Regions from separate parts of the Mus musculus genome. Here all the other regions are linked to region 3. Evidence: chromatin contacts called from public HiChIP or PLAC-seq and promoter capture Hi-C data. All regions are on one chromosome and are shown on one strand. Each heading gives the region's core, a stretch centred on a gene start, on an enhancer-like site or on the middle of the called end of the contact. The rest is flanking DNA. Distances are from core to core; before and after follow the strand shown.

Region 1 (4,374 bases), core at 1,300-3,799, 180 kb after region 3:
CACACTAGCGTTTGGTTGGTTGATGTCATAGATGCTGCTTTAGATTGTAACCCTTCTTGACACACCGTTCTCGGGTCATTCTCTGTGTTAGTGTTTGTCAGAACTCTCAGATGGGATAACTGTTCTGGAAAATCATTTCAAGTTTTCTTTCTCTTTCTCTTTCTGACTGATTTGATTTATCCTCCCCGGCACCACTCCCCAGCACAGATTTAACACAATGCAAACAGCGACTGGATGCTGCTGGATATCTACCAAAGTCCATGTTTGCTGTTGAGATTGTGACTTCAGTGTATTGTTTTCCTTCACTCTTTGGTTGGCTACCCTATCTTCCTGCTTGTGTGGAAGATAGTTCATTCCTGCTGCTTATTATGCACACACAAATACTTAAAAATCTCATGATTAATTTTTATACTTTCTTGCCTACCATATGTTTGACTAGTAAAATACTTGGACAAACATTTTAATGCTTCAGATAAATATTTCTTTGCATCTATTTGTTATGTCAGATCATAAGAAAGTTACGCATGGATACATTTTGTCTTTGATCAGTAACTTTTTCTTTGCATCTTTTAGAGTAAAGTATTTACCCCCTTGAAACGGTAAAAGTAGATGCTGAATATCTAAAATAAGCCTTTTATACTTAAATTTTAGTGTACAAATAGAAAACATATTCTAAATTTTGCCTAGTTATCTCTCCTTGTGTTTTTATTAATAGGAATAAGTTGTGGGACCAACCAGATTTTTATTGCTATTAGTGAATTTTAAACCATTTTTTAAAAAATTATTTACTAATTTATATGTTTGCATGCACATACATATCTGTACAGCACATGTATAAATTACAAATGGTTGTAAGCTATCATGTGAGCGCTAGGAATTGAACCCAGGCTCTCTGGGAAAGGAGTCAACACTCCCTCCAGCCATGATTCTTATTGCACTTTAAATAATACTTACTTTGTTAGTGTATGTGTGTTCATGTATACATTCCCACTGTGAGGCAGTTGGAGGAGGACTTGGTGGAGGTGGTTCCCTCTTTACATGTGTTCTGGGAATTCAAGTCACGTGTTAGGCTCATATAGCAAATGGCCTTTACCCACTGATCCAACTTGCCTACCTACCCGACTTACTCTGTCTTTCTAGAACCGAGTTTTAGGTACTCCCTGACTTTCCGTATACATCATACAAGGCAGCAAACACAAGAGATGAAGACCTTATTTAGTTTACCTATGTTAAACCTTGGGAGTTTGGCATTCATTTGTGGTCATAGTACATTCTGTAAGCCTTGGGACAAATTTCTTCCATTTCTATAAACCATACTTAAAGTATAATGAAAACTGCCTCATAAGATTAAATGAAAAAAAAATTTTAAATGTCTGCATAAGGCTTAGCGGTAGATATCCATGGACTGTACTCTTTTCTCCTCTGCTGCTTGGCCTTGGTGGGCCATGGTTTGGTTTTATTCTGTACGACTCTCTTGAGCTCCCAAAGGAGTGCTATGCTATAGCTGTTGAGAGCCCTAGCATGGGAACCAGCCAACTTGGGATTAAAACTCTGCTCTGTCCTGACTAGCCAGGTGCCTTTAGGCAGCCTCCCCAACCTTCCCGCGTAGGAGTTCCTTCAGTAGTACTTAACCTCATGGTGTTATGAAGACGTGTTACTGCACATCTGGAAACACTGAAGACGGTTCTTTGTGCTGTATAACTTTATGTCAGCTCATCACAAGATAGAGTCACTGGAGACTAGTGAGCTTCAGTTGAGAAAATGCCTGAATAAAGATCAGGCTGTAGGCAGGCCTGCAGAGCATTTATATAATTAGTGATTGATGGAGGAGGTGAGCAGGTAGCCCTGGGTTCTACAAGAGAGTAGGCTGAGCATGCTATGAGGAACAAGACAGTGAGCAGTAACCCTTCTTGCCTTCTGCATCAGGTTCTGGTTTCTAACCTGTTTGCATTCCTGTCCTAACTTCCTTTAATGATGAACAGTGATATGGAAGTGTTTTTTGGTCATGGTGTTTCATTGTAGAACTAGAAACCCTAATTAAGACCATCTTTTTCCCCTCCTCCTCTGGCATCATTGTCTTCATAGTCTTCTTCCTAACTTTGTTGTCATTGTCTTCCTCCTCCTCTTTAAATTGAGACAAAGTCTTGCTACGTTATCTGGACCATTGTCAAATGTCTGCATCAGCCTCCTGGACCACCATATCTGGCTAAGATAATTTCTAACACATTCAAGTGTTTCTTCTTGAGGATGTTGGATAACACTATTTTGTTTCATACGTCCTTTATTGGAATTTGTTGTTGGACGTAGATGATGGTTGGGTAGGTGCTTTGCTTGCTTTGGTGTAGAGAATACCCATTGTTTTTGTATTTGCTTTGTAGTGCCAAATGTCAGGAAAGGATGAGTCACAGCCTTGAAAGAGGATGGAGAACACAGAATTAGATTATTCCTTTTTGATACCAATCATGATTCTCATTGGGTAGTCAAGGGACACTATAGCCGAGACATTTCTAGTCTGACTCATAGATCTTTGATGTTGCCTTGGGTCAATTACTTGCCTGAGCAGAATGAGAGAAATTTCTACTCTTGATCTGTGTCACTCTGCATATAAGCCCTGCTTTGCCTAAGTAGTAGAAAATGTACAAACATTCTAAGGTGTGTGGTGTGTGTGTGTGTGTGTCTGCCTGCCTGCCTGCCTGTGTGTCTTTGGGCTTTGAGTGACCAATTCCGTTTGTGACAACTTGTGATGTGTTACAGAATACACTGCTCCAGGCAACCCACCCAAGTTTCTCTGGCAGTATGAAATGAATGCATCCCTCAGTTAAATCAGCAAATACAGATCGAATTCCCCTTCTGTGCCAGCCTAGTTTCTAGGGACTGGCACAAGAGAGAATGCGAGGGTCCAAGTCCCAACTTTCAGGGGGTGTTTATCTGAACACTAAACAGTGACCAACTACAGGCATGAGCAAGGTAATTTGTAGTAGTGATAGACAGGATGAGGTCAGTGTCCTGTTCTGAGAGGATATACTGGGTAGGACTGGGGTTGATATATCTTTTGAGAGGTCTGGGAATAGATCAATAAGAGTTTATTATTATATTGAATATGTATAGTAAGGGCTTCACTGTGACCTTTTATACACGTGTAAGGTATTTTGATCATCCTCTACCCTCTACACATCCCATTACTCTCCTCCCCTCCTTAATCCAAGGCCAGATGTGAAGGCACTGGGACTGTTTGAGAAAGCCAGTTACTGGTGTGCGTTACCTATGGAATAGTCACCAGGCACCATAGGAAAGCTCACACTTCCTATGTCAAGCTGCTCAGCTGTGGAAGGCTGTGGAGCGTGGGCCACCCTACCCCTGACATTGCTTATGTAGTTCTGGAGAAGGAATTTGCCTTTGTCAGCTTTCGGGTGCTGTTGCAGGTGTTCTGAAACAGAAGGAACACCTCCCGGGTGTGGGGGGGCCTCTAAAGGGAACAAAAGGACTCTGGAATTCATTATCAGTGCAAGGAAAACCATCGGAGGACCAGAGATATGTAAGGGGCTGATTGACATTTAGGAAGTGACCCTGACTGCTGTGAAGAGAATGGATTTCAAGGGAGAGGAGAGACAGCAGAAGACAGGAGGTAATGAGAGCCTTATCAGCAGCAGGTGATGGCTGAGTTAGGCAGACGGTAGCTGAGGATCTGGAGCAAGCAGCACAGGTTCCTCGCTTTTAGACAAACTAGCCTATAGTGTTTGGTAATGAGTTGCCATTAGGTATAAGAGGCTGAGAAGACTCAAAATGGGCTGGGGAGTCTTGCTTGAGTTCACTGTAGGTTTAGTTTGAGTCACAGCATTAGGGGAAGTTTTATATAAGAATGGAGAGCTTTGGCAGGCGTGAAACAGTACTCAGCAGGGCTGAGATGGCCAAGCTCAGTGCTTGACTTAGACCTGGGACTGCCATTAGTGCTGTGGACGAGGGAGAGGTCAGCTGAGCCAGTGTGGACAGTCCTCTTGTGCTGCCTTTCCTTGCTGGTCAGCTCCACATTGAAAGTAACTCAGATGTGAAGTTAGTCTTGTTCTCTAGTGTCCATGATTCTCTCCTCAGAGCTCAGTGTTAAATCCACCATGGAACAAATTTTATTTAACTAAACCGTCTCTTCCCTCTTTACACCCACATGGAGAAATGACAACTTCAAGGAGTCAGTCCCCATTGTATTAGGAAGAGGCATAGTTGCAGGGCCCTAGAATCGCTGTCAGTTATTTGGAAGAAGGGGTTCACACCCACACTGGGAGAACTCATGCATCGTAACACTTTGTATTGGGAGGGTGGGAGTGCCATTGTATTTGAGTTTGGGTCTTGGACTGTGTGATTCAAAGGCTCTTCGGTCAT
Region 2 (4,074 bases), core at 468-2,967, 240 kb after region 3:
GGTGTAAGCTCTGATTACAGTCTTGAGGAGATAGATGAAAAGGAAGAACTCAGCGAGGCATCTAAAGATCCGGCTGGAAGTATTTCTGTGAAGTCGCCTGACATTGCTTCAGCATCGACTGATATGAGAATTACAGTGGAGAAGGATCCTGATTCAGCCCTCGGCATCAGTGATGGAGAGACCTCTCCAAGCTCCAAGGGAAAAACTCAAGAAGGCAGAAGCACAGAGGGGCAGTAAGTAGTTTCTGTGTCTCAAGTGTTGGTGGTGGTTTGTTGGATTAATGCTTTTCTTGGAAAGACAACTGATATTTTAAGCTTAGCTATAGTTGGCCATGTCTTTTAGATTCTATCTCTCGTACTATCCTTGTTATATGTAATTGTGTTCAAGTGAAAAGGCCAGTTCAAGAGTTGTAGCATCCCCATGTTAGATAACCATCACACATAATGCTGATTAATTGTAATTAATACAATTAATTTGTCTGAGTCTAAAATATTCTGTTTTTTTCCATATATTTTGTCTATTATCTGCTTGAACCAAAAATATCATTGACTTTTCACTTTGTATCGAATACATTTGAGCACTTTCACTACCTGGACTGTGAAACCACCCTATAGTTAGAAGTAAATTAAGCCCCTGCATTGTGACACTCAAGTCTGTGACGCAAGAACCATTGTCCATCTGATGCAGAGGTTTTGAAAGCTCTAGTCCACTAGTGCTATGTTTGAAATGTTAAGATGAAATGCACAAGCCTATGAATAAAGATGAAAGCAAACAAGCAAAATAAGCTTTCTTCATCAGAAGTTTGCCTAATTTGCATGGGATTGTCTTCCTAATTAAACTCTTCTGAGAAAAAATCAGAGAGGTCAATTCACATTCTGATTTATGGAGTTGACTTTGCCAGATTCAAGGCTAAATTGCCCTGTTTATTTCCTTTTGTCTTTAGGATAAAAATAGCTCCTAATAACTAAGTAAAGACATTCATTTGGAAGAGTGTCCATTTTACCAAGCCTCTTACATCTTCCTTTGCAGTAGGACCAGTGTACCCAAGCTAATGTTTGCATTAGCATTTCCTCTGTTCTGTTTTTTCTTTGCTATCAAGTTTCTAATATTTGGCAGAAGGGGGTAATTATTTCAGTCCATCTGTCTTTGAAAAAATTACAGCCTAGTTTCTTTGATGGTCTGTTTGAATTACCTTCATATCTCACATACAGTGTCTTGTCTTCCAGAGGGCCGTATCATCCTGTTGTAGGCCATATAGGCAATGAGGACAGAGTATCTGACAGTATAAAAGACATGAAGACACTGGGCCCAAACCAGGAGAGTGGTGAGTGTTACAAACAGTAATGGCCAGCACTGTCATAGACTGATGAACCAAGGAATGTTCTTAAGGACATGTTGAGGCAGCTCTTTCATGTCTTGTTTCATTTAATACCTGTCTCATTTATGAGTATTTGAGAACTGTTATTCTTAGTTTTCATGTCACAGATGAGTAAACCACGAAGATACTGTCTCATAACTAGTAAGAGGTGGACCTAGGATTTGAACATGGAAAGTACCACAGTGATCCTTTTGCTGTGTTGCTGCTCCTCGTGACGACCCACCTTTTGAGGCTATAGAAGTTAAATTTCAGATCCTAGGCTTTGGGCCTCTGTGCATCTGTCTGTGACCCGAGTTCCTCTCAGTTCCCTAGTGCATGTTTTACTTAATACTCAAATTGCCACACTCTGGATGAAACTTGCCTGCCTGATTTTCAAGCCATCCAGTTGTGCAACATTGTTTGCCACTATTTCTCCATTCTTACGCCCAAATTAAGGCAGTTTCTTCTTTTGTTCATGATGTAACAGGTTCAGTTCTGTCAGTTGGCATAGGGCCTTGCTGTCCTTGAATAGCAAACTGTTTCCATCTACTTTGGCTATTCAGTTTCCATCCACACCCTTCTCCTGTGTTAAATTTGTTACTTGATTACTACAAGCCATGCACTTCTGAATTCCTGGCTTTCCAGCCAACTCGTACAGTGTTGGATAAGGGAACTGAATCTATGACTTCCTGTGAAACTTTTATAGCACAGAACAAGATGCGAAGACACATGTAACATATCTACATAGGACTGCGCTTGAGCATAGAATAATGCTCAGTGGAGAAGTCAAGGAATGCATGATGATACATACATCTTAAGGGAATGAGAAAGCCTATGAAGTCCTATGGTTCATTCTGTGCTAAGTGAAAATTTTAATAGTTATAGAAAACAAACACAGGGCTATAGAATTCCTATTTGGGAAAGAAATGGATAGTTTAATACTATTGTTGTCAATAGTATTGACAATGAAGATGTGTGTAGTGGTGGTGGTTGTGGTAGTGTGTGTGTTTGTCCTGCGTGTACTACAGTACTCCATAGGTAATGTGAATGTGTTTATATCTGATTTTTTTTCCAATTTTAGTATTCTTCTCTGATAGTACATTACAATGTTCTAAAACTCTTCTTGGTTCTGATTTTCATTGTATACACTGTTATGGCAATAGTGCTGCTATTGAAAAACCAGGATTTTATAACTATTACATTTGGGAGTTAATTTACTTACTTATTTCGCAGTGCTAGGGTTTGTATACAGGACTTTGAACACAGAGGGGAGGCCTATAACACTTATGTAGATCCCAGTCTTCAGAGATCTTCCTTACACAGGGCATGAAGATGCATAGCTGAGTTCTCAATACTCAGAAGGCTAAGACACTAACCCTGCTAAAATAGTAAACCTATCTAAAAATCAACCAGTCATCCCCTTTTTAACTTGATAGTCACAGCAGTAAGATTTTGACACCAGGCTAATGGTAGGTTAGTTACAAGAATATCTCAGTAATATTGTCTGTGATCTACATGTACTTTGTAGTAACCTTTATCAACTTGTAGGTGATTTTAGAAAATCATTTCTATTATCCTTAAGATGTTTTATTCCCCCTTTCCTCATATGCACTTATCCAAACCATCGTTTTGTACCATTGTAGAAGTCAATATTAGTTTTGAATCATGAAAAAGTAGAAACATAATGCAGTAGCTACCTTCTCCCTCTATTGGCATCCTTGGAACTGATGCAGCCATTCATAGACATTGGGTGAGCATCATCTGTTGCAGGAAATATCTAGAGCTAACCCGTGTGCCAGGTGATCTCATTCACTCCATCTCTTGGCCTGCCAACTCACCAGCCTGCATAGGCCACATGGCTCCCACCAGGCCATCTCTTGGATGGGCTCCCCTGTGTTCCTCTCACTTTCACACAAGTGCCTCACACACCCCTGGTTAGCCAACTCAACACCTAATTACCCAGTAAAATCAAGACTCTTAATGCTTAGTTAGCCAATCAGATGTATGTATCAATAATAACATGATTTACAAGATGCCAATACAAAATTTCAGAGCCAAATGATAATGAAAAAGCTTTAACCCAATTATTCTAACCTTTTGATAATACCATGTCTGCCTCGGTTCTGGTTCTCCCTCATCTCCTTCGATCTCTCTCTCTGTCTCCTCAACTCCTCGCTTTACCTTCCTTTGCCTGTCCAATCATAAGCCTCCCATTGCCCTAATGGGATTGGACAGGGAAAAGCCTGCAACAATCGTTAGATATGAACAAGGGTGGGCAGCTCATTGGGCAGCAGGGTACAGGTTGTCTTCTTCACAGCCTTTGGGAATAATTGTGTATTAGAGGGAACTAGAGAGTGATTGATAGATCAACTCATGGAAAATCTGAGACCTGAAATTCAGAGTCTCAACATTAATGAATTAAAGTTGCTTATCAAGGATTTATAAAAATATTTTTACACGTGATTATTTTTCCATAGACACAGCCCATATTGTTTTCTTTGCTCAATACTTTCCTTTGTATTATTAGGCTGAAAGTGGATTGTAGCACTCAAATTATCCAGTTATAGATAGGTGACACACATTGAAAAATTGAATTCTTCATTTTAAAATACATTCTTGACAATATTTTTTTTTTCCTCTCAGTAGTTCAAAATGAAATCATGGTCTGTGCCACAAGCACAGATTATGTGAAAAACAGACCGGGGAAAATGGAAACC
Region 3 (4,355 bases), core at 1,343-3,842:
CCTCTTAAGCATCTTCTTGTAGGGTACTTGATGTCTTTCATCTTGCTACAAGTACCCAGAGAACAGAGGTCACACTTGCTCTTTCATACTGCATGCTTAGCTCTCCAGAATGTTCAGCCCAGACTTCAGTGCTCAGCAAAGAAATGCCAGATCACCAGTTGGACGGCTATCATATGCCTTTTTGCTTTAATCAGTTCATCCCCAGGTTTGGCCGAAGTTTACTTTCAAACCCAGATCATAATGACCACTAACCCCCACTTTTCTATCACTAGCTTCCCCCACTACATAGATACTGTGTTTAAGGCATAACTAGAGTTTTGTTGATTCTGGGTAAAAGTCTGCTTGGAGTATACAAAGAAATCTTTTGCTAAACCATAGATGGCTTGGAAGAGACCAAGATGAAGGGAAGAATTTGCTGCAGTGTAAAATTCTTGTCTTCTTGTCGAGCTGACAGAGAGCGGCAGTTCTGAAACAGAAGTGTGGACAGATAAAGCTCCTGTTTTAATTGGGCTATTTTTACAGCCCGAGGTAAGGGCAAAGGGAGAACAGAAGCCTGGAAGAAGGCTGACTATACCAAGAGTCCAGGCACAGGATAACTGGTACAGTATATGTACATGGATAGTAGACATGAAGAAGGAGGAACCTTTAAGCTGATAAAGTTAATTAGACTTAGTGACTATGGGAAGGGGCTAAGGGAGCAAGAGCTGCATAGAGTGATGATTGATACCAAGGTTTTTAGCTTAAACAACTAGATTTATAGGTGGTCCAGAACTCACCACCAAAGGCTGAAACAGATGAGTCTAGTGTCAATCAATGCCTATTGAGTCAGTTGTTCTAGGTTATGGGGCTACAAAGGTAGATATAACCCAGTCGCCCTCTGTGGAACTATTAAAGTTTATTGAGGGTAGAGTTGGGCATATAACCATCAGAGATCCAAAGAACACTTATAATTCTAGCAAATATTTATCATATTAAAAAATTACGAGTCTGGGGAGAGATACTTCAGTCATTATGTGCCTGTAGCGAAAGCATGGGGACCTGAATTCAAATCTCCAGAGTCCCTTTTGTAAAGCTAAATTATTGGTGTATGCTTGTGATCCCAGCACTAGGAAAATGGAGACAGGAAGATTTCTGGGCTCGCTGGCCAACCAGTCTCAACCAATCCAGGTTCACTGAAAAAAAATCCACCCCCTCCCCCCCAAAAGATAGTAACATCATAGCAGGCAGCCGTTGAAGAGATCTCTTAAAAACTGTGATAGGCTGGGCAGTGGTGGCGCATGCCTTTAATCCCAGCACTTGGGAGGCGAGGCAGGCAGATTTCTGAGTTCAAGGCCAGCCTGGTCTACAGAGTGAGTTCCAGGACAGCCAGGGCTACACAGAGAAACCTTGTCTCGAAAAAAACCAAAAACAAACAAACAAACAAACAAACAAAAAACAAAAAAAAACCCAACAACAACAAAAAAACCCAACAAAAACAAAAATAAAAAACCTGTGAAAGGATGATGAAATATTGTTCTCCACAACAGCTGCCTTCCAGCAGGTCTGCAAAAGGAGAAAGGCTTAGCTCTATTGAAGGGGCAGGCCACTGAGAGTCTGAGCAAGCCCCAGTAAGTATAACGTTAACACTCATTAGACTTTTCTCTTTTTGCTGGGGTGAGGTCACAAGGGAGTGGGTGGGCAGGGAAGGAAGTGAATGTGGTAGGGGTGTATGATGTGAAATCCTCAAAGAATAAATAGAAATATTATGTTGGGGGAAGAAGGGTATGGTAGAAAAGTGACCGAGGAAGACACTGGTGTTGTCCTCTGACCTTTACACACTCATGTTCTTACACACACCCATAATGGTGTTCTTCAAATGAATACACAAAACACACAGCAACAGCAATAATGATGCTATTGATGGTTTCTGAGGTAAGATCCTACTCTACTCCCTCCCACCTGCTTGTTTGTGTGAAATCAACCCAGCAAGAGCACTTAGTGAAGAGTCGGCAAGGGAATCAAAGATTAGATGATAATTAGAATCAAAGGAAGTTGATATCTCAAGTGATGAAACATGTCCATGATTACATGACTTGTTTCACGTGGGTCATTTTTTTTCTTTGTGTGTGATTTTTAAAAAAAGATTTACTTATTATTATATGTACGTATACTGTAGCTGTCTTCAGACACGCCTGAAGAGGGCGTCAGATCTCATTACGGATGTTTGTGAGCCACCACGTGGTTGCTGGGATTTGAACTCAGGACCTTTGGAAGAGCAGTCAGTGCTCTTACCCACTGAGCCATCTCTCCAGCCCGTGGGTCATTTTTTTGTAAGAACAAAAGTAAATTCTGTCACCACCACCACCACCCCCCAAAAATCAACATTAAGTTTTCTGAAAATTTAAATCAAAGTTTAAAAATTGTATTTAAAGTCAGTGAATCCATTTTGACATTGAGAGTAATCACAAGGGAGGATTTTTTTTTTTTCCTGCCAGCTCATGTCAAACACAGATCTGTATCAAGGAGTCTGACACAAATGCGCTGGGAGGGAGCGGTGGCTGAGGAGCCAGCTGGTGCCGAGCCTGGGGAAGTGGTCAGCTCTGCCTGTCACTTAGAGCTTGTGCTATGACAGAAAACAGGAAACGCTGAGCTGTGCCTAGGGGTAGCCAGAGCATTTAACTCTAAGCTGTGTCTGATTGAAGCAGTTAATTTAGAGCAGGTTCTGCCTACACGGATCACTCGGAAGCATCCTGTGCTCTGCGGAAGAGTTTGAGTGTGCGCTACCAGAAGGTACGAGGTGTTCTGAGCCTCCTGGCCCAGAGGTGCAGTGTCCTAAGGTCCAGCAGGAATACCTCGAAGCTTGGTTGTTGTTTTGGTGTTATTTATTAGAAACAGGGGCTCAATATATAGTCTAGGCTAGCCTGAAATTTGCTTTGTAGACCAGGCTAGCCCAAGCTTACAGACATCCACTTGCCTCTGCCTCCTGAGAGCTGAGATTTCAGGTGAGACACCATGCCCAGCCTGAAGCTTGTTTTTAATCACTTCATAAAGACAGGGTTGTTTGGTAGGACAACATTTCTGATCCCTCGGCCATTATGAAGATAACAAATTTAAGTTTCTAATCAATACAAGATGCAGGACTCCAAGGATCCAAACCATCACCCACATCTGGCAGCTCACCACCAGCTGCAACTCCAGCAACGGAGGAGCTTATGTCTTCTTCTGGCCTCTTCAGGCATGCCCATATATGACATATGCTCTCACAGACATACATATAAGTAAAAATGATTAAAAATAAGTTTTTTCTTTAAAAGCATAGAGGACTATGTATATAGCTTTGTAGTTAGCATACAGGAAAACCTGATTTTGACCCCCAGCATCCCCCCCCCACCAAAAAGGCTAAACAAAAATTATATAATTAACATCTGTTAAGGTTTTTTTTTATGTAAAGGAAGCAATCATTTCTTTTTGAAGCACTGGTCATTCTACGGCTGCAAACTACTCTATACCAAGCCCAAGGTCACTTCAGACCTTGTAATTCATAGACACTAAAGTTTTCAAAATGAAGTCCCTTGCCTTCTCTTACTCTTCCTTCCTACCCCCTTCTCCCTTTTCCCTGCTTCATTCCTTCTTTCACTTTCCTGTTTGCTGGTTTGCCCTGTTTGACTTTTAGGCTTAATCCCTTTTGTTAACCTTCTTCCAAATGCTCACACAAGAAAGATACTGGGTCACCCTGACTGGCTTCCTGTTCTGCTAAGCCTTCTAGAGAGATCAGCCTCTCAGTTTGTTCCTGTACCACCCACCACCACCCTAGGATCCCACCCCCATCCCCCACGCTCCGCCTCTTCCAGGTTCCAGACACTCTCTCTCCAGGATCCCAAAGCACCCTGTTTTTCTTTGTTTTCCCCTTTTATTGGCACACCCAGGGTAGCTCACTAGTGTCTGAGCCCCGCCCACTCCCAGCTGGCATGACCTAAGCCACTCTTTCTCATGTTGTGTGTCTTCCTCATGATTCTCCACAGTTATGACTTAAACATCCAATTTCTTTTCACAAAATATTTTCTCCTCAGATGTCTCTTCTTTTAGTAAAAGATTCTGGGATCTCAGGACAGAGGGGGAAATCCATGTGTCCTATCCTTGTTTAGTTATATAATCAACAAACTGTACGTGTGTGTGTGTGTGTGTGTGTGTGTGTGTGTGTGTGTGTGTGTGTGTGTGCTGGTACCTGCGGAGGCCAGAGAGATCCAATATGGATAGTGGGAAGAGAACTGGAATCCTTTGGAAGAACAGGAAGTGCTTTCAACTGCCAAATCATCTCTCTAGGCCCAGGTTAAAAGTTTTAGTATTGGTTTACATGGAGGTGTAAGTGCAAATTT

What was found. HiChIP or PLAC-seq counts read pairs in DNA pulled down with a chosen protein or histone mark. Capture Hi-C pulls out chosen DNA fragments and counts their contacts.
Region 1: an H3K27ac HiChIP or PLAC-seq map of regulatory T cells shows a contact between it and region 3, with 8 times the contacts expected there. The contact joins two enhancer-like sites. A contact is called at or near these places in 1 of 15 datasets of contacts at CTCF or cohesin (stem cell-derived epiblast-like cells), 17 of 484 Hi-C or Micro-C datasets (the AML12 cell line, B cells, the HPC-7 cell line and 10 more) and 15 of 115 datasets of contacts at active chromatin or transcription factors (the 230-238 cell line, CD8 T cells, bone marrow-derived macrophages and 9 more).
Region 2: a contact with region 3 is called in a promoter capture Hi-C map of adipose tissue. The contact joins two enhancer-like sites. A contact is called at or near these places in 4 of 115 datasets of contacts at active chromatin or transcription factors (cardiomyocytes, embryonic stem cells, large pre-B cells and 1 more) and 4 of 9 other capture datasets (adipose tissue, embryonic stem cells, liver and 1 more).

Annotation. Positions count from the first base shown.
Region 1 is chr2:65,160,041-65,164,414 of GRCm38.p6, reverse strand. All of the region lies in intron 1 of Cobll1 (Cobl-like 1), which reads left to right. Among named protein-coding and RNA genes, the nearest start is that of Gm13594, 71 kb to the left of the region's middle. Within about 2 kb of position 2,549, at least 21 of the 459 cell types and tissues checked have an H3K27ac peak or open chromatin away from gene starts, as enhancers often do. A contact at or near this core is called in group 2 innate lymphoid cells and regulatory T cells, where this site is marked.
Region 2 is chr2:65,099,319-65,103,392 of GRCm38.p6, reverse strand. It overlaps Cobll1 (Cobl-like 1), which reads left to right. Exons shown (of 14, transcript NM_177025.6): 10 at 1-233; 11 at 1,227-1,324; 12 at 4,004-4,074. Among named protein-coding and RNA genes, the nearest start is that of Grb14, 79 kb to the right of the region's middle. Within about 2 kb of position 1,717, at least 32 of the 459 cell types and tissues checked have an H3K27ac peak or open chromatin away from gene starts, as enhancers often do. A contact at or near this core is called in adipose tissue, where this site is marked.
Region 3 is chr2:65,340,543-65,344,897 of GRCm38.p6, reverse strand. All of the region lies in intron 7 of Slc38a11 (solute carrier family 38, member 11), which reads left to right. Among named protein-coding and RNA genes, the nearest start is that of Slc38a11, 21 kb to the left of the region's middle. Within about 2 kb of position 2,592, at least 115 of the 459 cell types and tissues checked have an H3K27ac peak or open chromatin away from gene starts, as enhancers often do. A contact at or near this core is called in adipose tissue, group 2 innate lymphoid cells and regulatory T cells, where this site is marked.